4 separate regions of the Sus scrofa genome follow, and all the other regions are linked to region 4. The links are chromatin contacts, called in public Hi-C and HiChIP or PLAC-seq maps. All regions are on one chromosome and are shown on one strand. The core of a region is the stretch at or near the end of the contact, and the rest is flanking DNA. Distances in the headings are between cores, read along the strand shown. Region 1 overlaps EPB41L2 (band 4.1-like protein 2). Region 2 overlaps EPB41L2 (band 4.1-like protein 2). Region 3 overlaps EPB41L2 (band 4.1-like protein 2). Region 4 has its middle 24 kb from the start of AKAP7.

The links. A called contact is a pair of places that touch in the nucleus more often than the background predicts. HiChIP or PLAC-seq counts read pairs in DNA pulled down with a chosen protein or histone mark.
Region 1: a contact with region 4 is called in an H3K27ac HiChIP or PLAC-seq map of alveolar macrophages. The contact joins two enhancer-like sites. A contact is called at or near these places in 1 of 47 Hi-C or Micro-C datasets (liver) and 1 of 2 datasets of contacts at active chromatin or transcription factors (alveolar macrophages).
Region 2: an H3K27ac HiChIP or PLAC-seq map of alveolar macrophages shows a contact between it and region 4. The contact joins two enhancer-like sites. A contact is called at or near these places in 1 of 47 Hi-C or Micro-C datasets (skeletal muscle) and 1 of 2 datasets of contacts at active chromatin or transcription factors (alveolar macrophages).
Region 3: a Hi-C map of alveolar macrophages shows a contact between it and region 4, with 2.8 times the contacts expected there. The contact joins two enhancer-like sites. A contact is called at or near these places in 24 of 47 Hi-C or Micro-C datasets (adipose tissue, alveolar macrophages, blood and 13 more) and 2 of 2 datasets of contacts at active chromatin or transcription factors (alveolar macrophages and skeletal muscle).

What each region holds. Positions count from the first base shown.
Region 1 is chr1:32,541,182-32,548,080 of Sscrofa11.1, reverse strand. The region is part of intron 3 of EPB41L2 (band 4.1-like protein 2); the gene reads right to left. Among named protein-coding and RNA genes, the nearest start is that of EPB41L2, 130 kb to the right of the region's middle. Within about 2 kb of position 4,285, at least 4 of the 83 cell types and tissues checked have an H3K27ac peak or open chromatin away from gene starts, as enhancers often do. A contact at or near this core is called in alveolar macrophages, where this site is marked.
Region 2 is chr1:32,522,459-32,530,194 of Sscrofa11.1, reverse strand. The region is part of intron 3 of EPB41L2 (band 4.1-like protein 2); the gene reads right to left. Among named protein-coding and RNA genes, the nearest start is that of EPB41L2, 110 kb to the right of the region's middle. Within about 2 kb of position 2,859, at least 7 of the 83 cell types and tissues checked have an H3K27ac peak or open chromatin away from gene starts, as enhancers often do. A contact at or near this core is called in alveolar macrophages, where this site is marked.
Region 3 is chr1:32,574,092-32,581,260 of Sscrofa11.1, reverse strand. EPB41L2 (band 4.1-like protein 2) reads right to left here. Exons shown (of 18, transcript XM_021088293.1): 9 at 4,052-4,204; 10 at 3,346-3,443. Among named protein-coding and RNA genes, the nearest start is that of SMLR1, 130 kb to the left of the region's middle. Within about 2 kb of position 3,065, at least 19 of the 83 cell types and tissues checked have an H3K27ac peak or open chromatin away from gene starts, as enhancers often do. A contact at or near this core is called in alveolar macrophages, where this site is marked.
Region 4 is chr1:32,382,057-32,389,457 of Sscrofa11.1, reverse strand. No RefSeq gene overlaps it. Among named protein-coding and RNA genes, the nearest start is that of AKAP7, 24 kb to the right of the region's middle. Within about 2 kb of position 1,682, at least 9 of the 83 cell types and tissues checked have an H3K27ac peak or open chromatin away from gene starts, as enhancers often do. A contact at or near this core is called in alveolar macrophages, where this site is marked.

The DNA.
Region 1 (6,899 bases), core at 3,036-5,535, 160 kb before region 4:
GATTCAGTGTTGCTATGACTGTGGCATAGGTCTCAGCTGCAACTCTGACTGGACCCCTAGCCCAGGAACTTCCATATGCCACAGGAGAGGTCATAAAAAGAAAAACAAACCCACCCCCAAAACCCCCTCCTGTTTGCATATAAGACACCCTGAGAAGTTCTACAATGAAGAATAACCTTGTTTATTATCATCATTTAACCTGAACCTGATGTTTCCCAAAATTACTTGGCTAAATAAGCCACCATCTTCTTTGAATACCACACTAACTTATTCCACAGCAGAACTACTGATCTACAGATAATACCTCAAGGAATGAGGGAGAGAAAAATTACCATGACATGACCTTCAATCAGATTTGGAGACTAGCATCAACATTATCTTTTTGACCCCAAAATGCCAAAAGAGAGAATTCAGTTTAAACTGGTCCAGGATTTGATGGACCCATCTGTCTGGACGAAGCAAATAACTCCCACAGATAAAATTCCAACAATATAATCAAAAAGATCAAAAACTCATAAGGAAACCAGTTACTACTACTGAGTATTAAAGGCAATTACGAGACTGATATTCAAGACTGTAGATAATGGAAATATCTATCAAGTACAGCACAAAATCAGTACTTTTTATATGCTTAAATATTTTAAAATACCAAGAAAAAAGTATCAAAAAGCAGACTGTGAAAAGAACTAATTAGAATATCTAGAAATCAACTATACAAACTAGCTTATAATCCAAACTGACAAGGTTTGATAGCATTAAAAAGAAAAACAGAAAAAAAAAAAAAAAGAAAAACAGTGAACTGGAAGATCGATCTGAAAAAACTACCCAGAATGCAATACAGAAAGATGAAAACCATGAAGGAACTTCACTGACATGTAAGATAGAAGAGAAAGTCTTACATATATCTCATCAGAATTCTAGATGAAGACAACAAACAGAGTAAGGGAGGGGCAATATTAAAAGATGTAATGGGAGTTCCCATTGTGGCACAGTGGGTTATGAACCTAACTAGGTACCCATGAGGATGTGGGTTCAATCCCTGGCCTTGCTGAGTGGGTTAAGGATTTGCCATTGCCACAACCTGTAGCATAGGTCACAGATGCAGCTCAGATCCAGCCTTGCTGTGGCTGTGGTATACACCATCAGCTGTGCAGCTCTGATTCAACCCCTAGCCTAGAAACTTCCATATGCTGCAGGTGCAGCCCTAAAAAGAAAGGGAAAAAAAAAAAGATGTAATGGCTGATAAATGCTAAAACTCTTAAATTAAGGAAAAAATGGATTGCTAGCCAAATAAAACCCATTAACCTACAATCACTGTATTTCACTACTTATATGTATTAACATTCAAAAGATTTTGACATGCATCATTTTTAAATAATAGATGTTATAAAGCCATCAAGAGGAAAAGAAACATGAACTAGAGAATAAGGAGTAAAGAAAAAAAATTGTAACAGAAAACTCAGAGAAGTTACTCTTAAAAAACCTAAAACTGGAGCTTCCTGGAAGCTCAGTGGGTTAAGGATCCAGCATTGTCAGTGCAGTGGCTTGTATCACACTGCAGTGTAGGTTCGATTCCTGGCCCAGGAACTTCCACATGCTATGGGGGTGACCAAAAAAACCCCTAAAACCAATCTGCCTTGGAAGCTAATTCAAAAGGCCAACAAAATGTCATGTTTCTTATTATTTCATAAAGAAAACATACCATACAGATGGCCAGCAAACACATGAAAAAATGCTCAACATCGCTGATCATAAGAGAAATGCAAATCACAACTACCATGAGATACCACCTCACACCAGTCAGAATAGCCATCATTAATAAGTCCACAAATAACAAGTGTTAGAGGGGCTGTGGAGAAAAGGGAACCCTCCTGCACTGTTGGTGGGAATGTAAACTGGTACAGCCACTATGGAGAACAGTTTGGAGACACCTTAGAAATCTATACATAGAACTTCCATAGGACCCCGCAATCCCACTCTTGGGCATAGATCCAGACAAAACTCTACTTAAAAGAGACACATGCACCCGCATGTTCATTGCAGCACTATTCACAATAGCCAGGACATGGAAACAACCCAAATGTCCATCGACAGATGATTGGATTCGGAAGATGTGGTATATATATACACAATGGAATACTACTCAGCCATAAAAAGAATGACATAATACCATTTGCAGCAACATGGATGGAACTAGAGAATCTCATACTGAGTGAAATGAGTCAGAAAGCCAAAGACAAATACCATATGATATCACATAACTGGAATGTAATATCCAGCACAAATGAATATCTCCACAGAAAAGAAAATCATGGACTTGGAAAATAGACTTGTGGCTGCCTGATGGGAGAGGGAAGGAGTGGGAGGGATCAGGAGCTTGGGCTTATCAGACACAATTTAGAATAGATTTACAAGGAGGAGTTCCCGTCGTGGCGCAGTGGTTAACGAATCCGACTAGGAGGTTGCGGGTTCGGTCCCTGCCCTTGCTCAGTGGGTTAACGATCCGGCGTTGCCATGAGTTGTGGTGTAGGTTGCAGACGCGGCTCGGATCCCGCGTTGCTGTGGCTCTGGCGTAGGCCGGTGGCTATAGCTCCAATTGGACCCCTAGCCTGGGAACCTCCATATGCCGCGGGAGCGGCCTAAGAAATAGCAAAAAGACAAAAAAAAAAAAAAAAAAAGAATAGATTTACAAGGAGATCCAGCTGAGTAGCATTGAGAACTATGTCTAGATACTCTTATTGCAGTAGAACAAAGGGTGGGAAAAAAAACGTATACATGTAAGGATAACTTGATCCCCTTGCTGTACAGTGGGGAAAAAATAAATTAAAAAAAAGAAAACATATCAGATGATCAGGAGACATATATTAAATGTTCCAAGTTATTATACTTTATAAGAATTAATTTACCAGAGTGTACCCTGACAGTAATACGACCTAGTGGCTCACAATTTCATTTTTGCCTTCACTACTGTTCACAACTTACTCCACAAATTTATTAATCATTAATTACTTATTAATAATCCTCATCATTTGGGAGAAAGGAACCAAGACACAACTCACAATGGCAGTACATTAAAAATGTGTGGGGGTGTGCAAGCTGAAATTGTTCCTCCTCCCATACCAGATTCTGCAATGTACCACCTTTCAAGAGAATGACTGATTCTCGACCATATGCTAGAAAGGTACCACAGCAGAATGGCAGTGACATGGATTTGAACACCAGCCCTACCTCTCAACAGCTGTATAACCTCGGGCAAGTTACTTAACTTCACTGTGCCTCAGTTTCCTCTCTCTAAAATAAACACTCACCTTACGATGGCGATAAGAGAATTAAATGAGGTATATTTAAAGTACTTAAAAAAATGTTTGGCCCATTACATGAATTCATTAAAAGGCAGCTGAAAGCACAGGCCCTTTCTGAGCTGCTCTAAAACAATTACTGATTTTAAATATAATTATAAAGAGCTTTCACGGTTATTACATCCAATCTCACTTCACAAATGAGAAAACTGAGGTTACAGAGAGTTTAACCCATCTAACTTTTCAGTGTGACTTCTTATTTGTGATATCCATAAACATTAGTCCTCCTTATTTCTATCCAGGAAGGCAATTTTCTAGTATTGCTCTTTCGATTTTTATACAGGCAACTTGAATTCTAGAACATGAAAAGACTACAAATAAACATTTGTCAACCAAGTAGAATACACAGATATTTTGATTTACAATGTACCCCTAAAATACCAGTATATGCAGCTGGTTCATTAGCTGTCATAACTATTGGCAAGTGTTGCCTGTCTCAGATAAAAAGAACTACCTGACATAATCTTTCTTTTCTAGCTTGATTTATGACCCAATATTCATCTTTCTTCTTCAAGCACTTTACTTCCTATCTATGGTAGTTCCTCTTAAATTCTACTCCTTTTGATATTTATTACTTTTTGAAGACTGGGTTCTTTAAGCAAAAGTATGTCTTACTTCAATGTCTCCTACAGCAGCACTTTAAGTAACCTGGCTCTCCAGGAGGCTAAAAGATATGTTGGATGCAATGGCTTGGTGCTATAATGCCAGCCAAAAAGTTGGCAGAATTGAGTCTAGAAATCAGGTCTTCTGGCTCTCAGTCTGATGCAAACTCCTGGCTCTAGTTAGTGAACTACCAACATATACATATTCAAGGAATTAAGCCAAACACACACTGTCAGACTATTGCAGGAGAAGAACAGCCACAGATCTACATTTTATTTTCGCAATTCTACTTGATACTTAGACACTTCCGTAGTAATTAAAACATTTCCAAATACTTCTTGGGAACTAGAAGAATGATGTCAGTAGAAAAGCCAGTCTGCCCCTTTCTCTTAAGAGCCAGCCATGTGCCACCTTTATAAATGCAGAAGCGGACAGTGGGGTTTTGCAGGCTTTACACATTCCTTCCCCAAGACATCAGCCACTGTTATTTCTTCTTGCTATCTGAAGCATGCCTTTGCTTTATATTCCTACTTATGCTAGAATGTTTATAGACTACAAACTGTGCTCATCTCTATTCTGATAATGTAGCACCAGTTAATTAAATGATTAAAACCATATAACAGTTAATCAACTTGCCAGGCACACTTCAAAAAGAAATCTTACTTTCTATGTTAACGGCCAACAAGCTTTACAATCTACTTTTCCCCGTCTGCCTCTCCCTAACCCCTCTTACAACATTAAACAGAAAAATAAAATCAATGGGTTGAAAATTTAAACAAAAAAAGTACTTTATTTCCCAGGTATTAGATTTTTTTTTTTTTCTTTAAAAGACTGCCTAGGAGCTCCTGTCGTGGCTCAGCAGTTAATGAACCTGAATAGTATCCACAAGGACGGGGGATTCGATCCCTAGCCTGGTTCAGTGGGTTAAGGATCCGGCGTTGCTGTGAGCTGTGGTGTAGGTCGAAGATGAGGTTTGGACCCCATGCGGCTGTGGTGTAGGCCAGCAACTGAAGCTCACATTGGACCCCTAGCCTGGGAACATCCATATGCCATGGGTGTGGACCTAAAAAGACAAAAATTAAAATAAAAAAATAAGACAGCCTAACACATGAGAGACCTCCAAAGGAGAGACAAGACAATTTAGAGGGGTTTAAAATATATCATTCAAGGAGTTCACGTCGTGGCACAGCGGAAACAAATCCGACCTGGAACCATGAGCTTGCAGGTTCGATCCCTGGCCTAGCTCAGTGGGTTAAGGATCCGACATTGCAGTGAGTTACGGTGTAGGTCACAGACGCGGTTCGGATCTGGCATTGCTGTGGCTGAGGTATAGGCCGGCGGCTGTGGTTCTGATTAGACCCCTAGGCTGGGAACCTCCATATGCTGCAGGTGTGGCCCTAAAAAGCAAAAAAAAAAAAAAAAAAAAATTCAAGGTTTGGGGAACTCTCTTGGGGAGAGGGGCCAGAGGGGCAAAGCAATCTATAGCAAACCCAGCTGAAGAAAGGCAGGCTGGAATCTGAGACGCCAAGTGAAGTCCCCCGTGCCTGGGCTGTTATTTGTGGCATTCGTTATGGAGGCCAAAACATGGCATTTCTGGAGGCTTCTCAACTTGGAGGAATTTGTGCAACTGCTTACCCGGCGGATTGCATTCGACGCCACACACCACTGGCGTTTTATAAAACACCATCACTGTCTCCGTGTAGGCCCCACCACACTGCAGTTATTGTGCGCTGAGGAGACAGTGCTGGGAAGCCTACAATGCAATCCATACATCACAGCCCTTGAGCTATGTATTTTGCGCTAGCTCTAAGCTACACTGTGCAAGTATAAAAGGCCAAGAAAGGTATGCACAGAACAAACACAACTGAGACATTGTCGTGGGGGGTGGAAGAAATCAAAGAAAATCATACAGAAGGGGAAACAGAGTAGTCTTGAGCCATCACTTATCAGATCATTCTTTTCCTACCAATTTTAACGACACACACCTGTTCCAGAGTTCACTCAAACCCCGGCAAAAAGGAAGAAAGAAACCACATCCAATAATTGTGTTAAAAACGTTAATTCCAGAAGTAAGGGTAACAAGGGACAGTTTTTAAGTAAAGTTCCCCTGATCATTATGAAGTTAGAAAATATTTTTCTGACTGCTCAAAAAATAGGTATATATTATGTATAAAGTATACAAACACATATAGATCTATGTAAAGAAATATGTATATATACACACACATATACCCATCATCTTTGAGTGGTTGAAAAAATTTTTCAATTTTCATTAATGATCAGGGAAACTTTGTATATATATATAGACACATTATCAAAATTACATAAGAATGTTGGTTTCTTATAATACACTACAAAGAATAGCAGGAAGAAATCTTTCTTATGCAGCATTCTTTCAAGACTAGCCTCCAAAAGAGGGGAGAGGAAAAAGAAAAATTCTTTCATAGTTCATTACATAATCTCTTAATTCTTTCCATTCCATAGGATTTGAGAAATTATGATTGAACATTGGGGAAATTTTTCAGTGCTACTGATATGAATGACATAAAATTCTATTCAATGTAGTTTTAGGTGCTAGAAATAAAAATTAAAAGACTACATCACACAAAACCAGAACACACTACACAATACCCTCCACTGACTATACCCTGCAATCATATTAAAGGAAACCTTAGGATAGCTAGAACCACAATCTCACCTTTCATAAAATCATGTGCATACCTTAACTCCTCAAGAACAGAGGAGTCTGCCTTTCTTCTGTATCATAAGACCCTATTTCATGAGTTCAATGCTTCCAAGCCTATCCAAGTCTAAGCACAGTACTGAGAGGGAATGTTTTTCTACCCTAGTCTGTTGGGTTTTTTAATGTTTCAGAATTCTTTTTTGCTTTAGGCCGTGCTTGCGGCATATGGAAGTTCCCAGGTGAGGGGTCTGATC
Region 2 (7,736 bases), core at 1,610-4,109, 140 kb before region 4:
TGTCACTACTGTGGCACCAGTTAGATCCCTTGCCCAGGAACTTCCGCATGCCATGCCGTGGGTGTGACCAAAAAAGAGAGAGTGAGATATTACACCTACCAGCATCCTGAATGCCCAGCTAATGAGTCTGCTCTGCTCCTGTAAACCCCTCATGTTCTTCAAGCTGGACCAAGGTATTCAATCACTCGCATGGCATAGCAGCCTTTTCCCATTTAGTAAAAAAAATTCATTTATTAGACAGAATTATCAACTTAAATTCCTTTTTTGAGCTAAGGGATAAAATGGACAGTTAGCCAGACACATTCCATCTGGACCTAAGTCACTGGAATTTTAAACTGCATGTAACATACGCCAATTAAACTGTTCACGGTTCTATTTAAATATTTAAGTCTAATGCTATTTTATGGGAGTTTACAGAGGGCCACAACTTCCAGATCCTCTACAAGGATGTACACAGTTAAAACTATCTCACTAATAAATGTAGTAAGGATCGATTCTAGAAATCTAAAAGAACAGCCTTGGAGGGTGGCAGCAGATATAAACAATCAAGTAAATAAATAAAACACATTCAAAAGCAATGACACCAAATTTGATTTCTAAGGCCAGTACTCTACACAAGAAAGGCAAGAAGACCTTGACACATTCTACCGTCTGATAAATAGTTTTATCACCAGAACACTGACGAAGAGAGCCTACATTCTAACAGCCTTATTCACAGCACTGAGAAAAAAATGGTACTGACATTCCTGTGTGGGCAGGAACAATGCCCTCGATTCTCAGACAAAATCAATGCGTGGGAACAACTTTCAGATGCCAGGGGAAAACGTGAGCAACTCTAACTCAGAAGAGGCACATTCACTCATGCTTCCAAGGTCTTACAGGAACTTTCACATTTATTTTCAGACTTTAAAATATATATATACAGACTTATCAGCTATAGTAAAGCCCGTTCAATCCTAGCAATAGGGGAAGCAAATATTTTCATTCTTACTTTGCAATCTGAGAATAGAAAGAGGAAATGACTTCCCCAAGACATCCAAAGAAAAGTAAACACAGATCTCCTGACTTTATATCCATGGCTCCAGCTAAATCTTACTGTATTTTTCCGTAGAGGAAAGAGCCCTGCTGTTTTAATACATCAAGTATGTAAATGACTTCAGTGGCAATATCGTAAGAGTTGGTCCTCCTATAGCAGAGTCTCTGGAACATTCTGGAATGCAAACTCCAGGAGAATTTTCCAATCTGGTAAGTTCTTTACAATTGAATTCTGGTACCAAAGGAGCTTGTCCCATACCATTATACATCTCAATGAGAAAAAAAATAGACATATCAGAGAATAGAAATTATAAATTTTCTAATTTTCCAAGTTTTTCAAAAATATTTGAGATCTCAGTTAATTATCAGGAGATGATAGTATAAAATACAAGTCGTAATTTTTACTAACTTTAGCGGAAAAAATACTTCACACAAAGATTTGGAACAAATGCACAAAGACAGACTCAGCCTTGTGTCAAAATTAATGCATGGCTTAGCAATAAGCCCATTGTTACATAAGCCAGAAATAACATTAATTAAAGTCAAGCCATTTCCATATTTTTTTTTACTTAACTACAATCATTCTCTAAAAATGCACTGTTATCCAGTATTTCTGCTCATAAATAGTGTGTGTGAAGCATTTTTATCCACTTAATATTTCCATAAATTCTCTTTCCTCAAAAAAGAAAGAAAAATGTGGATTTCAAAGATAACAATTTTTGAAAACGGTGCTAGCTTGGCTTCCTGGGCAATCTTCTCTTTTAATTCCTAAGCTTCAAGAACAGGCTGAGATGGCCCACAGGAGAACGGAAATAGAAACACAGAGCCAGGAAAAACGGGGGTTGACTGGGGAAGAAGAGAAAGGAGAAATACAGATGGATGTATGAACATGTGTCTATTTTAAGGGAATAATCTGTGAAGCAGAGATGATATTAAGACATGAAACAAAAATGCTTCCAAGAATCGCTTCTTGATTTGAAAAAAATTATTCAGTTAATAGAGCAACATTGACATTAAATGGTTTAAAAGGGGTGCTTTTGTTGACCAAAGGTATTGACAGGTAACAAAAATAGGAAACTGCCTAACTATCCCAATGCTCTCATCACATTGATAAAATCGTATCCGTAAAGACCACTGGTTGTGTATTATAACCAAAGCAGTGAATTTAAAAGTCCCCCATAAATTACGGGAGCCATGTTCCATTATTATCTTATAGCATTCTTGCTAGGACTTGTGCACTAATAATTTTACAGCCTCTGGTCCATTTCTTCCCAGCTCCTTTTTGTTCAATCAGTCAGTCTTAATCATCTTATCTTGGCATGTGTGGCCTTCGAGAACCTCATTCTACTCCAGAAGTCAGGCTGTTCCAACGCCTCAAGACTTCCTCACAGGCCATGCTTCCCTCAGTGAAGACATTTAGGCCCTCTTCAGTGGGCAGGCTACAATCTAAAGGTGTAACTGAAAATCAGACACATGCACATACAGAAAGAAAAAAAGCAAACAATAACTATAGGCATCTAAAAAGCCATGACAGACAAACTTAGCATCTTTAGTGACAGCAAACAGGTGGAAACAAATCTAATTTCCCCAACCAAATAAAAGCATTTATTTCCAACACTGTACTTGTTTCCCTAAGTGCCTGCAAGTTCATTAATAGCCATAGTTTCCCGCAACATACTTCCCCTCAAGTCGTCCTCAGACACCGATTTCCGGTACAGAGCTACAGAACAACAGATAAGCAGCATCAGCATATCACCCTATCCGTCTAAGGTCAGTGCTGGAACTGAGAAACATGAGCATGCTCAAACCACATGATGGCTGTCCTTTGGGCTCTGCTCCTGAAGAGGAAGTGACAGCCGTCTGATCAGTAACAGCCCCGTTCTAATGACACTAAGAACTCAGAGAACCTGGATGCAAAGGAGAACTGGATAAAAGAAATCCGTCAAAAGAAGGAATACCATTTATGACATCTGCGTTATTACAACAACTATTGTGACACTGATGAGCTACAGCCTATGGTCAAATATAAAGTCACTGCCTAGATTCCAGGGAACTGATGGTACATAAAATCTGCTGTGGGATCACATCACTAAAGTCTACTCAAATTCTGCTGTGCTTTGTACTTGACAGGAGGAAAAAATGTTTACTCAACACTACTCACTTACTAGCTGAAAAGACAATCTGTAAATTAACATAATCATTGAAGTAATGACTCCTCTGCTTCCCCAACCAATTTAAATCTTGGTGAATAAAAGAACTACACTGCTGCTTTCAACTTTATATACTTGCTAAACTCTGCTCAAAAGACCTATTTAAAAAGTGGCTTGATTCTACACGAGTAGTAGAATCATGGAAGATAGACTAGTCACACATATAAGAAACTGCTTTATTTTATACCATTACAAAATGAGATTGGACAGCCAATACATGTGTGCTAAACAAGATAGAGAAAGAAGGAAGAAGGCATGTGATTAATATTAGGCTTTATGAAGTCAAATGTGCCTATAAAACATTATAGATCATCCCTAAAAGAATAGAAGGAGAAAAGGGGAAATAAATTTAAGTAAACAAAAATTAACACCCAACAAAATCAGATAAAGAATATAGCCACATATATCAGTAATTTATATGAAATAAATGGTCTAAACTTCACCAGTGAAAAAATAAAATTTTAAAATGGATTAAAAAACAAGACCCGTCAGGGAGTTCCCCTTGTGGTTGGGCAGTAACGAACCCAACTGGTATCCACGAGGAAGCAGGTTCAATCCCTGGCCTCACTCAGTGGGTTAAGTATTCGGCGTTGCTGTGCCTGTGGTGTAGGCCGGCAACTGTAGCCACAGTTCGATGGCTGGTCTGAGAAGTTCCATATGCTACAGGTATGGCCCTAAAAATGAAAGTTCAGACAAATCCTAAGCAAAATAAAGCTAGTATGGTAATATTAACATCAAATAAATTTTAGGGTATCAAATGATGGTAAAAAGGGGGAGTCCAAAAATATACAATTTCGAACTAGCAGGCATCTAATAACCCAGCCTCAAATTTTACAACGCATAAGTATATGGAACTAAAAAGAAACTCTTGGCCTAAGAACTTTCATGTCTCGGACATGACCAAACAAACAAACAAAAAACCCCAAAAAACAAAAGCACGGGATTTCGAAACCTGTGCATTCAACAAGAGGTACATGAAGGGAAAATTAAGAGCCATGAAGCACGCATTTATTTTTTTCAAATACTGAAATATTCAACTAAAAATTTGGAAAAAAATAACCCCAAAGAAAAAATAAAGAACAGAATGCTACAAAAGAGAAAACAAGCAAAACCAAGCTGTTTCTTTGAAAGAAAAGGTTAAAATGGTTAACTCTACAGTAAGAATGGCAAGAAAAAGCAATAACCCAAGAAATAAAAAAGAAGTCAAAATCAAAGTCAAGATGGAAATACTATGAAAAACCTCATACAAATAGATGTGTCAAATTAGATGAAATGGACAGTTTCCACTAAAAATTTGAATTACTAAAATTGATTCAAGAAAAACCAAAAACAGGCTACTAGAAAATCAATTCATCAACTATACCCCAATAAATTTTTTTTTTTTTGTCTTTTCGCCTTTTTCTAGGGCCACTCCCGCGGCATATGGAGGTTCCCAGGCTAGGGGTTGAGTCGGAGCTGCAGCCACCAGCCTATGCCAGAGCCACAACAACACAGGATCCGAGCCGCATCTGTGACCTACACCACTGCTCATGGCAATGCCAGATCCTTAACCCACTGAGCCAGGCCAGGGATCAAACCCACAACCTCATGGTTCCTAGGCAGATTTATTAACCACTGAGCCATGATGGGAACTCCCTAAAATTTTTTTAAAAATAAAAACTAAAAAAGGAAAAGGAAAAAAAAGAAAAATCAATGACTTAAAAAAAGCCTACCAACCTTATTCTTCCCACAAAAAGGTCACTAGCCCAAGAGTGTTATAGGCAAGTTCTACCAGATCTCCAAAGAATAGTAATCCCTAATTAATTCAATCTTTTTCCAGAGAATATTATAATGGAAGCAACTTTATAAGGCTAGTATATAACCCAGACAACAAAATCTGATAGACAATTTGATAAAATTAAAAATAACCATAGATTTAAAAGTACAAAATCAATGCCAAATCATGAACCAGTAGTATATTAGATATTCAAAGATGAGTTAACATTGGAAAATATTAATGTAAATTACACTAAGATTACAAAAACCTCTGTTCCTCAGTTTATGCAGGAAATACTCTAGATAAAATTTACTACCTATTCACCTTTTACCACTTATTCAGGAAAATTTCTAGTTTAGTCTTAAACTAGGAAAAGAATATCCTGTCTATTTTTTAAAAATCCTACAGCAATCCTAGAAACCGAAACAAAACATAAAGGTGCTTAGCCTCACAAGTCGTAATGTGTAGGGTTGCTTCCACATTTTCAGTTATTTTCCATGCTCTTCCCATGGGAGGACCATACTTGCTCACCTACTGCGTTAACCTCATGACTTGCTTGAGATGTAAGTGAAAGTGGTATATACCACTTCCAAGCAGAAGATTCAAGAGCCACAGTGTGGTTCTTCCATTTTTCCTTTTCCCTCTACTGTGAGCCCAGCATTTCTCACCTTTAGTCTTGGTCCAACAGTCAAGAAGACACGGAGCAGGGCCCACAGCCAACCCCCAAGAGTATGTAACATGAGCAAGGAATAAACCACTACTACTCTAAGTCCAGAAGATTTGGAGGCTATTTGTTATTGCAGCATGATCTGTAAAAGTTGAGGGTGATCAAATAAATGCTAATCAAAATTTTAAGATGGTATTTCACACCATTATGAGAGGATGAAATAAATCAATACCAAAAAGTATTGATTATAATGTAGGAAGAATCAAGTAGTGATTGCTGGTTGCAATTTAATTGGCATAACCCTTTGGAGATTGCTTTGCCAATATCTGGGTAAACTGAAGAAGTAAAAGTGCATCTTATTAGCCCAGCAATTCCATTCCTGGGTGTCTATCCTGAAGAAATTACTGCATGAAAAAACAAGGAAACAGATACCATAATGTTCACTGAAACACTGATTGTTATACTATTTAAAAGAAATTGTGTGCCGGGGGCGAAATGGATACATTGTTAGTCATTTAAAGGAATACTATTAAAGCAGTTAAAATGAATAAAGTAGGTTCACACATATTAAAAAGACAAGTAAGAGCAGAGAGAGGGGAGATAACGCCTCAGCAGTTATGTTTAATGTTTTATTTCTTTTAAAAAATATCTAAAACACATGGCTAAATGATGATGTGATTAAAATTTTTATGGCACATATACAACTCCCCTATTATTTGCGTATTTTTCTATTTTTAAATGTATCAGGTCTGTTTGAAAAAGACTGGATAAAGATAGATTTAAACCCTAAAGCACATTGTTCAACCATGAGGTCTGGTGATATAAAGAACATCAGAGATGACAGGGCCTTCTAGATTAAGTAGTCCTATAGTCTAAAGATGAAGTCAATTTCTAGGCCACAGTTTGGCCCAGAGATTAAGTAAATGACTCAAGTTCACATAAAAAGTTATCAAGTTGGTTCCAAAAATCTAAACTCCCCAACTTTCAGGATAGGCAAGAAAAAAAGGACATGAGGTCAAATACAATGTAACTGAGTCAAATTCAGAAGACTACTCTATTGTTTCCTTATTGTCTCTACCCCTACTACTGAGACATACAGTTTTATTCTCTCTCTCCTCCTCTCTCTATGAGAGCTTTAAGGATCTTTATCTTTGGTCATTCCTTTTTTTAAAAACAACCGAAATATCAGAATTATAACTACATGGGTAAAACAAAGTTCTATATAACTATTACAAAGATAAAGATAAGGACCATGAAGCACTCAGTTTAGTGGTCAAGTTTACAACCTCCCCCGTCAAACCGCTGGGGCTGGAATCCTAGCTCAACCACTACCTACCTATGAAAGATTAGGTGAATTACTTAACCTAAGCCTTACATCCCTCGGTTGTAAGACTGGGAACATCTCTCATAATACCTACCTCCTACAGAGTCTCCTAGTATTTCATGAGATAATCCACTCAAACCTCTTCACATAGCTCCTCAGTAATAAACCTTAGATACCAGTATATGCCATGTAAATAGAGTAATTTAGCTACGAAAGGCAACAAACTCATTGTCATAAAATTCTAAGGCATTAAGTAAATGCTTTCAAGAAATTACATTGGCTTCGGTCAGCATCAGTGCTAATCAATTATATGCTTTGCAAATTGAGAGTGTTTTTTATTAAAGGAAACTAAATACATGAGCTAGATTTTAAATCATTACCTATCTTGGGATGAAAACACTTGGGCTTAAACTGATGAAATTTCCTCACTCTGACATTCAACTTAGGGCAACGTTTCTCCTCAAGTGCAACACTGATGGTCATGGGTAATATTCAAACTATGTAATGCCCACCCAGAGCAGACACCAGCCAATGCATGTGACCAGTGCAGTCTGTGAGAATATCAGCCCTGCTCACCCTTAAGGGTCAGAGACTATTGTTTCTAATGGAAATGATGAGCCTCTTCTATGGGTCTTACATTTTAACGCACAAGTGTGACAAAGTAGTTGATAGGAACACAAGAATATATTCACTGTGCCACGAATGACAGCAGACAGTACTTCCACTGTCACTCTACTCATCAAG
Region 3 (7,169 bases), core at 1,816-4,315, 190 kb before region 4:
AACTCTCCATTCGTGTATGCATAATATGTTCTCCTCAACCTGAGCAAAAGAGCAGCTGTTCCCAGTGTGTATCAAAGGTTATTTATTTGTATTAACTTAAATCATTTATATAAACACATATGTCTGAATTCTTGCCCCTAGCTGGTAAGTGCCAAGTAGCAATCCATTATCATTAGTAATTCTTAATATTTACATCTATTCCTCCTGGGAAAGAACATCTAACCCCAGAATCTCTTCCATCAAGTGATGCTTTCCCAAGAAGAATACAGCATGCAGTAGATGTGGAGAGATGACTAACATTCTCTCTTGCCAGAACAACTCTGCTGCTTAAAACCCAGGGTCCAAAATGAATGAAGTAAAACTTCCTTGATGTCAAATACTTCCAGACTCAGGCAAAAGCATGCTTTTAGTGAATGAGCCAATCGTGTCTGGAGTACAACTGAAATTATCTTGCTTTCACTGCCTGATCCATAGTTGGCAAAACATCTCAGCAAAAAAAATAATCCCAGAGCTCTTAGAAAATTTATTAAATAAGAAGATTTTAGTTGCCAATTCCAGAATATGGAGGGAGAACTCCATCAAATTTTTTCCTATCATTCTCCAAAGAAGAGTGCCTTACCATTTCAAGTATTTCTAGCCTTTCTGCTCATTTATTAGAAATCTTCTGCTTAATAAGGAATGAAAAGAGATTCAAGTCGAGGTAAGGCTACGTGGAATAATACAAGAGGTGCTTCTCCATCAAGTCAGGATTTTCAATTGTATTAACCCAGAAAAACAATAAAACTGATGATTAAATGCCTTGGCACATTGATCATGAGTACCAACAGCAAGCTTAGAAATGTGGTCATTTACCACGCACGGTCTCCTGATAGGCTGCATAAGGCGGGTTTCCCTATCTTGCAATCCAGCTAACTATGCTCCAAGAATGCTGTGTAATGTATACTAAAAAGGGTCACTGGCAAGCTCATCAGTGCAATAATTAAGAAGTGCTCCTTCTCCTTGAAAAACAAGTTGGCTAAACCACGCTTATTTTTTATCATCTATTCATGAAGTATGCTCTGTATGTACCAGCCAATTGACCAACAGAAAAAAAAAAAAAAAGAGACATTTCTAAAAAATACCTCCAAGGAGAAACATGCATTAGTGACCCCAAAGGAAACTACTTTCTCCATAAAATTTTAAAAACTAAACAAAAGACAACAAGTGTTGGTGAGAATGTGGAGAAACTAGGACACTTTTACACAGTTGGTGGGAATATAAAATGGTACAGAAGCTATAAGAAATAGTAGGGAGGTACCTTAAAAACAGAACTACCACATGATCCATCAATCCCACTTCTAGGTATTTTTCCAAAAGAACTGAAATCAAGATCTCAAAGAGATATTAGCATTCCCATGTACATTATAGCACTGTATAACTAAGATGTAGAAATGACCTAAACATCCATTGACAGATGAGTGGGTAAAGAAAATACGGGCTATAAATACAGCGGAATACCATTCAGCCTTTTAAAAAGAAAGATATTTGCAATGTGCAACAACTGGGGTGGACATTATGCTGAGTGAAAGCAGCCAGACAGAAAAAGATAGGTACTACATAATTCTATATATAAGGTATCTAATATAGCCAAATTCACAGAATCCAAGACTGGAATGGTGGCTCCAGACCATGGGCTGGAGGGAAGGGACATAAAGTATCAATTACATAAGATGAATAAGCTCTAGGGATCTGCTATATAGCACTGCCCCTATAAGTAAGAAAACACTGTATACTTAAAATTTGTTAAGTGATCTCACCAGAATAAAATTATTTAAAAAGAAAAAAAAAAAAAAGACTAGAGGCAAAGAAGAGAGCGATATGGGGGCATCTGGCATCCTTCTGTAGGTTTGCTTCAGTTGTCTGTATTTCAACCGAAGGCCATATCTTCCCAGGATGAGCAGCTCCATGAGGATTTTCTCTTATTTCCAGTTTACAAAAAATATAAATCCAAGAAACACAAAGAAAATATTTTAAAGGCAGATATAAGTCATAATGCAAAAGAAGGAACGTCACTAACCAGATGATTTTTTTTTTTATGTTAAATGGCGATAAAGTACTTTCTTGCCCAACTGGCACTGGTGACCACATACACAAAATATTAGCTTGCAGATTATACTTTTCTGATCACAAAGAAATCCTTAAGCAATTAAGCTACAATTAAATAGAAACAGATAGCAAGACCAAAAAGGATTGAACATCAACATATATAAGCGATCTCTAAAAGAATTTTTTTGGCAGTTTAAGTCAATGGCAATATGAATACATTTTTATAAGGCAATAGAGGCCAAGCAGCAAACATTTCAGTACTATCACTTCAAGATCATGCAACAATTATTTCCATTTGATATTATTTTTATTTTCCACATCAGACCCTATGTTCAGAGAATAACATCCAAATTACCACAAGGCATCTATCATTCCACTTTGAGGAATTTAAAAGCCACAATAGGGACTAATTATCACAGAGGATTAAAGGCCTCAAGCAAGATGATCTAAGTAATGATGTGTCACAAAGGAATTCAGCTTTTACGTATTTTACTGCTTAAGAAGTAGGTTTATTAACATTTTAATTTTACAAAAACCCCTGCCATTATAAATCACATATAATTAATGTTTATCTATAGAAAACAAAAGAACATTGAAAGAAAACCCACAGATCAATTACCAAAGTCAATCAAATATTTAACAAGTGCCATGAGTTTCCATAAAGCTCCCTAGAAAGCAGCTGATGACACTAATTCACTTGGGATTACTCTGGATTTACAACGCCAAGTTTAACTGGCAGTACATATCAAGCTAGAAGAATCTCACATTAATCTTGTTTACACACCATCCACAACAACAACAAAAAAAAGCACTGAGAAAATACAAGAAAGCAAATCCCCTGGGGAGGTCAGGACACAGAACTAATCCAGGATGAGCAGGCTGGCAGGCTGACATGCAAAAAGGACAGGGGTTGAGGGGGTTAAAACACTTTTGACAAAGCAGCAAAGGGGCGGGGCAAGTTGATAGAGAAACCAAGTGAAACAGAAAGTGAGTGGTGGTGGGAAGAATGGGGTGGGAGAGGGTGGAGGTGGAGTTTTGGACCACTGCAGACACAGATCAGTTCGAAGCAACGATGAGCATGGCCAGACGACAGAAAGAGACACACAAATGAACTGCAGACAAAGGAGATCTGACACTGGGGAGAGCAGAACATAAAGCAGGATGTGGCTGTGTCTGCCACCCCACCCAATGCCACCTCCTAGGATCTAGAGGGTACGGATGGTTGCTCTCAGGAATCCCACGCTGTTTTCCCCAAATTACCTGTAGAAAGTATGATGTTCCACGCACACTTTCCATAATCTTTTCGCTGCCCGATGGTTGGGCAGTTTAAATCCAATAGTGCTCTCAAACTGTTCCAGCTGGAAAAAAAGCCGTATAACAAATCAGCACATTTCCTTAAGAATTGATTAGAAGCTACCGAAAAACACAGAATCAGAGATTTTACTAAGAAGTGACTGTTCTTGAAAACGGTCATTATGAGTATAGCTAACACGATGACACAAAATGGACTTTTCGCAGACTGCAATACTAGCGTCTCTGAAAAGCAAGGATGGACTACTGACATAAACCAGCTACCCTTCAAGGTCCACTGAAACTCATTCTACCACCTCCCTATTGATCTCCACCATTAGCTGGTTCAAAAGGAAAAGAAAAACAAGCCCCCACGATGAAGCAGGCACTTACCAATTCTTCTTTTCTGTGAAATTGTGACTGTGGCTTGTTTTTAATGAACAACTATATATGTGTGTGTGTGTGTATTATATATAAATATACACATATATACACGTACATATACATACATATACATATGCAAGTTTATCATCAAAAACCCTGAATTTTTTTTTTTTAACCCTGAAAGAATAAATAGTTCATTTTCTTAAAATTCAATGAAAGGCACTCCGGTAGCTCAGGGCCATAAAGGGGAGCACTGACAAAACCTTACGAGATGTGCGAGCACCTTGCTTACCTCCGCTGGCCTAACTTTAATGTAGAAGTTACTGCGCTTATAGGAGATTTTCAAGATTTTCGGCCAAGCAAAACGATTGATTCTCAGTCTGTCTTTGTAGATGAGGAGCCCGTTAGCACACACGCCCAGCTTGATGTCCACGCCTTCCGAGTCCTGTCAAGCATAAGCCATTTGACCGCAGTTAGAGCTGCGAAAGTTATACAGAAGAGGAAGCCAGCTGTCCCCCTCAAATCATAGTCAGGAGGGCCATTTCACAGGTCTGTATTTAAATTTCAATAGTCTCAAATTTAGATATTCATCTGAAATCTGAATGACATATATTAAATCCAGACATTCGTCTTGAGGGGTTGGATTTGAGGTGCAGCAACCTGACTGCAAGACACAATAGTCTTCAAAAAGCTTAATGCAATACGCTCTCATTGGGCTGTAAGAGGTAAAAGGGAGGAAAGGAAACAGACTTTGAGACGTCCTGAAGATATGGGAGATAAAAACGTGTTTTCCGAGGGCTATTCCAGCCTCTGGGGACCGTCTGGGTGCCCACCCCAAGGTGCGGTCAGCCATTTGGCTGTAGGCAAATTTACCGCACATGGCTCATGCCAGCTCACGGCTGTTAAATAATGCCTATGTTCTGCAAAACACCAAGCCCTCACAGAAAATTTCTCTTCTAGGCTGACAGTGTTGAAATCTTTGAATTCTTTCAAGCAGTTTTTCAATAACTCTAAGTGCTGACATTCAGTTCTTATTACAACATTCCTTTGGCTGGCATATTTCAAAAGGACTGCAGACGGTTCTTGAACTTATTAATACTGTCTTCTTTCCTCAGCATTTTTAATTGGGGAAAGATGACAATCTAGAATAACTGCAAGCCTGACAGATTTTTAAAAAATCAAATAAATTTACCAACAAGAGTAAAAAACCATCTCCTTGCTTTTCAAGCAGTGTTGAATATCTAATACATACGATGTTCGAATACCTTTAAGAGAATTCAAGACACATAAACCTGAAGACTTATTCAAAGATATTCATGTTTTCAGATATCACTAACAAGATGGAACAAATTCTCATAAACTACACTGAAACAAACCCCAGAGTCTAGTTTTAATTCAATAAAAATATAACATTTCAACTCTCTCATTATGGAGAACAATTTAACACAATTTATATCAGTTTTTTAAAAACAGAAACACAGTACAAGGTAACTGATGCCAACTGCTTTCACTGCTGTGATATGTAAATTATTTACATTTACAAATAAAATTATATTAGACCATCTGAGCAGGTTTAAAAACCTAATCTGTAAGGTGCTTTATTACCCATGGCCTGACAGCCACAACAGTCTTTAGGAACAGAGTAAAAAGCTGGGGTGAATCAGGCACAGGTGCCCCAGCAACTTGGCTCTAGACACAAATGATGTGCTTGCCAAAAATATCACTGGCCATGGCCACAGGGAGCAGGCCGGAAGACTGCCCAAGACAGCATGGCCTCAGCACAAATAAGGAGGCAGCCCTCACTTGAAACATGAACAAAGCTATCTCTAGTGTGAAGCAACCTTCTGACAGGACACTAAGGCTATTTTATCTGACTTAAAAATAAACACAATCTGGATCCAAGTCAATCCATTGATTTTCAGTTGCTCCACATATTGCTTTAGAATTATCAGTATCCGGGTGCATAGAAATTACAGATGACGGGTAAGGAGTTAAAGGGAAAAAAGCGGGTCTTAGTTCTCCTCCCCATGTTAGACTTTTGCCAGTCAGCAACGATGTCAGACAAATAAACTAATAAAAAGGGAGCATCTTCTCTGCCATGTGCACTCCCTCTGGAAGCTGCCCCATATGGACATCAAGAGGATCCCATCTGAATGGGTTCAGCCAATGGAAAGTTCTCAAAGAGCAGAGAAAGAAAGAAGGGAAGACGGTCGGGAGTTTTTAATTCCCAGATTCCCTCCTTGTATGGCTGTGACTGCACCAGAGTGGCTATGTTCTCCTCTCAAGGCAGTCCTTTCTACACAGACACCCTCGTGGGTTCTGGTAAATACTTTGCTTCACTCCTTCACACCCAGAGGAGTCAGGTGAGCTGCTGTTACTAGCTCCTGGTATCACTCTACTCTTGCGGTTTCCCCCTATCTTCATCACAAGCCCTTTTACGCCAACACCCTCACCCTATCCTAAAGTGAGGCTGCCACTAAGAACTCTTCTGACAAGAAAATATTAATTAAAAAAATTTAAACATGATCAATGAAAAATGTATAAAGGTACAAAACTTTAAACTACATGAAAAATTTTAAACTGCTACAGATCTTTTTTCAATGAGCTACAAATATCTTGCTTATCAGATATTACCTAACAAGTCTACCGGATGCTACACTGAATGAATGCATGTTATTCTGAGTTTTTTTAAGTGATCTACTCCTAACCACAAAGCAAGAATGGAAACCATACTTATAACAGAACCAGCAACATTTTTAACTTTTCTAAGACACAACTTCAAAAACAAGAATCCTGAAATGTTTCAGGACTTCCCTCTAAGCACTGCTTTCTAACTAATGATCAACAAAGCAGCAGATATAAGAGTCACATGTGGAAAATAACAGGGTCTAGAGTAGGAGAGAGGGGCTCTGGGGTTTTTTTTTGGGGGGGGGTCTTTTTAGGGCCACACCTGTGGCATATGGAAGTTCCCAGGTCAAATTGGAGGTACAGCTGCCAGCCTATGCCACAGCCACACCAGATCCGAGCCTCATTTGTGACCTACATAGCAGCTCACAGCAACGCTGGATCCTCAACCCACTGAGCGCGGCCAGGGATTGAACCCACATCCTCATGGATACTAGTCGGGTTCTTAATTCACCAAGCCACAATGGGAATTCCTGGGGGGTCTTTTTGATACCAAATCTGCTCCCCCCACCCTTCTTTCTGTTTCTCTGCTGACTCAGCCTGGCCCCATCATATAGAGAAAAGAGCTAAAAGACAAGTATTGGCAAGATCTGTTTTACCTCCTGGTAGGATTTATCAGAAGATATCACAGATGGGACTACTTTATATTATGTGCCTTGGGGCAACAGCCAGAGTGTAATAAGCCATCTGCATTCTGTTTTATGTAGTTTCTATAAAAATAAAAA
Region 4 (7,401 bases), core at 433-2,932:
CCCGCAACCTCATGGTTCCTAGTCGGATTCGTTAACCACTGTGCCACGACGGGAACTCCCTGGTCTTTTTCGCTGAGAAGCTGGTGATTCACTGACTCTCTGAGCCTCAATTCCTTATGCATGAAATGTAAGAAGAAAATATTTTATAGGATGACATGGATATTGAAATGAGAGTTCAAAAGTATAAGAAAAACTTCTACAAATAGCACTACAAATTAACAGGTCCCAGGGTCAACATTTGCCATTGTCTTTTCCCCATCCACATCTAGATTTTGGAGTGAGAGTGTTAACTCCAGCTGGTAAACACAGACCTCTGCGTTTATACCGTAGGCCAGCCTGTCTTCATTCACGTCAATGTGGCATTTCAGCAGTGGCCCCCAGTAAAGTCTAGATATAAGTCCTGGCCTGGGTTGAAATTTGTATTGGAAACTTTTTGGAACAAAGAACTCCCCCCCCCAATTTTTTAAATGTGCTTTATTAGAATAACAAATTGGGAGTTCCCATTGTGGTGCAGCAGAAACGAATGTTACTAGTAAACATGAGGATGAGGGTTCGATCCCTGGCTTCCAACAGAGGATGGGGACTCCAGCATTGCTGTGAGCTGTGGTGTAGGTCACAGACATGGCTCAGACCCAGCGTTGCTGTGGCTGTGGCTGTGGCTGTGGCCAGCTGCCACAGCTCTGTTTCTACCCCTAGCCTGGGAACTTCCATATGCCAAGGGTGTGGCCCTAAAAAGCAAAAACAGAACAAAACAAAAAAGGAAGTAATAATGGTTTATAAATCAAATATTGCAAATAACCTTATCTGATCATGTAAAGAATAAACATGAATTTTTGCATACAGGATTTTAAATTTTGTTTTATTGTGGTTTTTTTTATCAGAGGTTGAGAGCAGCACATCTTCAGCTATTTCATACTAGAATCTGAAAACTGAGGGGGAAAGTCCACTTAAAATAGCTATTGATGATTTCAAATCTCAGAAAAAATACCTGGTTTTAACTATTACAAGTACATTTTAGTATTTAGTTTTAGAGTAAACATAAAACTTTGTTTTATTGCTGTTTGTCTTTATTTTGGGGGCAATATTTTGGCTGGTCAGTAAGGCCTCTGTCCCAATTTCTCAATTTGCTGTAGTCCAGTGAAAGCAGCTGTAAATGTGTGTAAACGAATGAGAATCAGCCAGGGTCCTATTGAACTTTGGCCAATAGGAAAAAAAAATGGCCCGTCTTCATGCTCTAGTTTTCTCTGACTCCTTTTCTATACTAACAAGTAAAGACCAACAGAAACAGCTTACCTTTTTGTTTTTGTTTTTGTTTTCTTTTAGGGATTGTAACCACAGCACATGGAAATTCCCAGGCAGGCTAGGGGTCAAATTGAAGCTGCCTCTGCAACCTACATCATAGCTCATGGCAACGCCAGATCCTTAGCCCACTGAGCAAGGCCAGGGATCAAACCCTCGTCCTCAAGGATACTACTTGTGTTCATTAACGGCTGAGCCACAATGGGAACTCTCAGAAGCAGATTACTTTTACCCAAGAGTACACAAGAATCCTCCTGTCCCAGGGCTATATCAAATCTCCAGCTGTCATAATCTAGTCTACAGGAAATTTGATAGTCTAGCCATCCCACAGGCCTTCACACTGGTCCACTACATCAATGACGTAATGATGATTGGAACAAGTGAGACGAATTACTCCCTTAGGGTAATGAGTCATATCTTATTTGTTGGTACTTAGCACCATTTCCATTCTCTTTGATTCTCTCCCTTTCTTTCATTGCAGGCATTAGATAAATAAGAACTCCATTTTCCGTATGGTTCCTTGCCAGAAGGTTTCCAAATATAGTTTAGATTCTGCCCATGAGATGTATGTGTGCATGACTTAGAAGGCAGGAGAGAGAGACAAGCCAAGCTTTTTTCTCCAGCAGTGGTGGTGGACATGTGAGCTTGAGATGGGACTTTTGGCAGCAATTTCCACATTTCCTGTCCAGCCTGTCACCCCAAGGCTGCAGGATAATCTTGATTATTGATTTCAGTCTCTTGCAGCTTCCTGACTTCTGCATGAAAGCAGGAAGTTTCAGATTCGGTTTTAGTGACTCTGAAAATTGGTGGTAGCTCCCCTCACTTTCACTCTTTAAACCCTTTCAAAAGTGTATAAATACCCACTTCTTTGATTTACATGCCTTTAGCTTTAAATATTTAGGAGTTCCTGTTGTGGCTCAGTGGATTAAGAACTGGACTAGTATCCACGAGGTTCCAGGTTTGATCCCTGGCTTCGCTCAGTGGTTTAAGGATCCAGTGTTCCTGCAGGGTAGATCACAGATGGTGTCTGGATCCCGCATTGCTGTGGCTGTGGTTGCTGTGGCTGTGGCTGTGGCTGGCAGCTCCTGCTCCGATTTGACCCCTAGCCTGGGAACTTCCATATGCTGCAGGTATGGCCCTGAAAACAAAAAAAAATTTGATTGCTTTCTATTTTTCTTCACTGAACCTTGACTGCATATGGAAACAGAATCTAATTCATTTTTGCATTTTCTATAATTCTCAACAAATATTTGTTGGTAGAATATTGACTAGATCTTTTGTGTACACATGTATACACAAAATATATCATATTCCGATCATTTTATTTGTCCCGAAGCCCTTTCTGGCATTGCTATATTTCTTATAATGGTGCAGCAAATCATTACTGTTTGCAACTAAATCTCAAGCAAACAAGTCTTCCCAAGGGATTAGTACAGAGTATTATCACTCACTGCCATCTGGCTGTCTAATATAAAGAAATAAACAAGGTCTTAGTTGAGATAAACAGTCCTTACTGATGTAACGTCATGTACAACTTGATCCTATGTTCTGAGGCAACTTCGGCACCATCTTTCAGTAAGTGACCTCAAGAGCATAGGTAATGTAAGATAATTAGAATATGTTGTGCTTTGAATATTATCCTTTAAATTAAAACTTATTGAGAGTTAATTCACATACCATTCAATTCATCCATTTAAAAAATACAATTTGATGGTTTTTTAGTACATTTATAGAGCTGTGCCACCATCTCCAGAATCAAATTTTGCAATATTTTCAGCATTCCCAAAAGAAGCTCTGTAACCATTAGCAGTCACCATCCCCTCCCCCTCCTCCCAGCTATAGGCAATCACAAACCAAATGTGCTTTCTGTTTCTATGGATATGCCTGTTTTGGACATTCCCAATTTCTCCACATCCTCACAAATATTTGCTATTGTTTGTATTCTGATTATAGCCATCCTAGTGAGTAAGTATCTCATTGTGGTTTTGATATGCATTTCCTTAACGAGTAATGGTGGTTGATGTTTTAATTAATGATGAGGATCTTTTCATGTGCTTTTTGGCTATTTGTGCATCTACTTTGGTGAAAGGTCCCTTGAATAATTTATCTCTTATGCATTTTTTGTTTTTCTTATTTTTGAGTTATGAGAATTTAAAAATATATATATTCTGGATACAATTACCCCAGATACAAGTACTCCCAAATATTTGCAAATATTTTGTCCCATTGTATGGGTTGTATTTTCACTTTCTTCATAGTGTCCTCTGAAGCATGAAACTTAAAAATTATTTTTTGCCCTTTTTTTTTTTTCCATTTCTTGGGCTGCTCCTGCGGCATATGGAGGTTCCCAGGCTAGGGGTCGAATTGCAGCTGTAGCTGCCAGCCTACGCCAGAGCCACAGCAACTCGGGATCCGAGCTGTGTCTGCAACCTACACCACAGCTCATGGCAACGCCAGATCCTTAACCCACTGAGCAAGGGCAGGAACCGAACCCACAACCTCATTGTTCCTAGTCAGATTCATTAACCACTGAGCCACGATGGGAACTCTGAAACTTTTAAATTTTGATGTGGTCCAATTTACCTCCTTTTTTTTCTTTTGTTTTTTTGCTCTTGGTGTCATATTTAAGAAATCATTGTCTAATCCAAGACACGAAGATTGATCCTTACCTTTTTTTCTGAGTTTTAGACTTAGCATCATTTTAAATTAAATTTAATTATGTTTCTATAGTTTAATTTTTAATAATAGCCAGGCTTAGTTGCCAGCTTTCAAAATTTCTGAAGTTCGACAATTGGCTATTGCAATTTGGTGTGAGCCTGTTTCAGCAGACCTTTGGCACTAAGAATGCACTGTACTGAGTGGTCCTAGAAAAAAGACAAGTTAGGAATTCCTGTCGTAGCTTAGTGGTTAACGAATCCAACTAGGAGCCATGAGGTTGCAGGTTCGATCCCTGGCCTTGCTCAGTGGGTTAAAGATCCAGCATTGCCATAAGCTGTGGTGTAGGTCGCAGACAGGGCTCAGATCCTGCGTTGCTGGGGCTCTGGTGTAGGCCAGCAGCAACAGCCCCAATTAGCCCCCTAGCCTGGGAAACTCCATGTGTCATGGCTCTAAAAAAAAAAAAAAAAAAAAAAAAAAAAGACAAGTTAAAACTCTGAGAAGAAAATTGACAGAATACTGTAAACCAACTATAATGAAAAAATAAAAATCATTAAAAAATTAAAAAGGGACAACTATATGCCAACAAATTTGACAATCTGGAAGAAATGGACAATTTTCTAGAATCTTACAGCCTGTCAAAACTGAGTCAAGAAGAAACAGACCAAATGAACAGACCGATCACTAGAAATGAAATTGAAGAGTTCATAAAAACGCTCCCTACAAATAAAAGTCCAGGACCAGATGGCTTCACAGGAGAATTTTATCAAACATATAAAGAGGAACTGGTGCCCATCCTCCTTAAACTCTTTCAAAAGGTTGAAGAAGAAGGAATACTCCCAAAGACATTCTACGATGCCACCATCACCCTCATTCCAAAACCAGACAGAGATAACATCAAAAAAGAAAACTATCAGCCACGATCTTTGATGAATATAGACGCAAAAATTCTCAACAAAATCTTAGCCAACCGAATCCAAAAACATATCAAAAAAAATCATACACCATGACCAGGTAGGGTTCATCCCAGGTTCACAAGGATGGTTCAACATACGCAAGTCAATCAACGTCATACACCACATTAACAAAAGAAAAGTCAAAAACCACATGATCATCTCCCCCTAGCCTGGGAAACTCCCTGAAAAAGCATTTGACAAAGTTCAACATCCATTCATGATCAAGACTCTCACCAAAGTGGGTATGGGGGAACATTCCTGAACATAATCAAAGCCATTTATGAGAAACCCACAGCAAATATAATACTCAATGGGGAAAAACTGAAAGCCTTCTCACTCAAATCTGGAACAAGACAGGGATGCCCACTCTCACCACTGCTCTGCAACATAGTTTTGGAAGTCCTAGTCACAGCAATTAGACAAACCAAAGAAATAAAAGGCATCCAGATAGGAAGAGAAGAGATAAAACTGTCACTGTATGCAGATGACATGATACTATACCTAGAAAACCCTAAGGACTCAACCCCAAAACTCCTTGAACTGATTAATAAATTCAGCAAAGCAGCAGGATATAAGATTAACATTCAGAAGTCAGTTGCATTTCTGTACACCAGCAATGAAATATTAGAAAAGGAATACAAAAATACGATACCTTTTAAAATTGTACCTCACAAAATCAAATACCTCGGAATACACATGACCAAGGAGGCAAAGGACCTATATGCTGAGAACTATAAAACTTTAATCAAAGACATCAAAGACGATGTAAAGAAATGGAAAGATATTCCATGTTCGTGGATTGGGAAAATCAATATTGTAAAAATGGCCATACTACCCAAAGCAATCTATAGATTCAATGCAATCCCTATCAAATTGCCCATGACATTTTTCACAGAACTAGAACAAACAATCCAAACATTTCTATGGAACCACAAAAGACCCAGAATCGCCAAAGCAATCCTGAGAAACAAAAACCAAGCAGGAGGCATCACTCTCCCAGACTTCAAAAAATATTCCAAAGCCACAGTCATCAAAACAGCATGGTATTGGTATCAAAACAGATAGACAGACCAATGGAACAGAATAGAGAACCCGGAAATAAACCCTGACACCTATGGTCAATTAATCTTTGACAAGGGAGGCAAGAACATAAAATGGGAAAAAGAAAGTCTATTCAGCAAGAATTGCTGAGAAACCTGGACAGCTGCACGCAAAGCAATGAAATTAGAACACACCCTCACACCATGCACACAAAAAAAATTCAAAATGGCTGAAAGACTTAAATACAAGACAGGACACCATCAAACTCCTAGAAGAAAACATAGGCAAAACACTCTCTGACATCAACATCATGAATATTTTCTCAGGTCAGTCTCCCAAAGCAATAGAAATTAGAGCAAAAATAAACCCATGGGACCTCATCAAACTGAAAAACTTTTGCACAGCAAAGGAAACCAAAAAGAAAACAAAAAGACAACTTACAGAATGGGAGAAAATAGTGTCAAATGATGCAACCGACAAGGCTTAATCTCTAGAATATATAAACAACTTATACGACTCAATAGCAAAAAAGCCAATCAATCAATGGAGAAATGGGCAAAAGACCTGAATAGACTGTTCTCCAAGGAAGATATACAGATGGCCAGCAAACACATGAAAAAATACTCAACATCGCTGAGTATAAGAGAAATGCAAATCAAAACTACCATGAGATACCACCTCACACCAGTCAGAATGGCCATCATTAATAAGTCCACAAATAACAAGTGCTGGAGGGGCTGTGGAGAAAAGGGAACCCTCCTGCACTGCTGGTGGGAATGTAAACTGGTACAGCCACTATGGAGAACAGTTTGGAGATACCTTAGAAATCTATACATAGAACTTCCATATGACCCTGCAATCCCACTCTTGGGCATCTATCCGGACAAAGCTCTACTTAAAAGAGACACATGCACCCGCTGTTCATTGCAGCACTCTTCACAATAGCCAGGACATGGAAACAATCCAAATGTCCATTGACAGATGATTGGATTCGGAAGAAGTGGTATATATACACAATGGAATACTACTCAGCCATAAAAAAGGATGACATCATGCCATTTGCAGCAACATGGATGGAACTAGAGAATCTCATCCTGAGTGAAATGAGCCAGAAAGACAAAGACAAATACCATATGATATCACTTATAACTGGAATCTAATATCTAGCACAAATGAACATCTCCTCAGAAGAGAAAATCATGGACTTGGAGAAGAGACTTGTGGTTGCCTGATGGGAGGGGGAGGGAGTGGGAGGGATCAGGAGCTTGGGCTTATCAGACACAACTTAGAATAGATTTACAAGGAGATCCTACTGAGTAGCATTGAGAACTATGTCTAGATACTCATATTGCAACAGAACAAAGGGTGGGGGAAAAATGTATACATGTAAGGATAACTTGATCCCCTTGCTGTACAGTGGGGGAAAAAAAATAAATTAATAAAAAGCTTA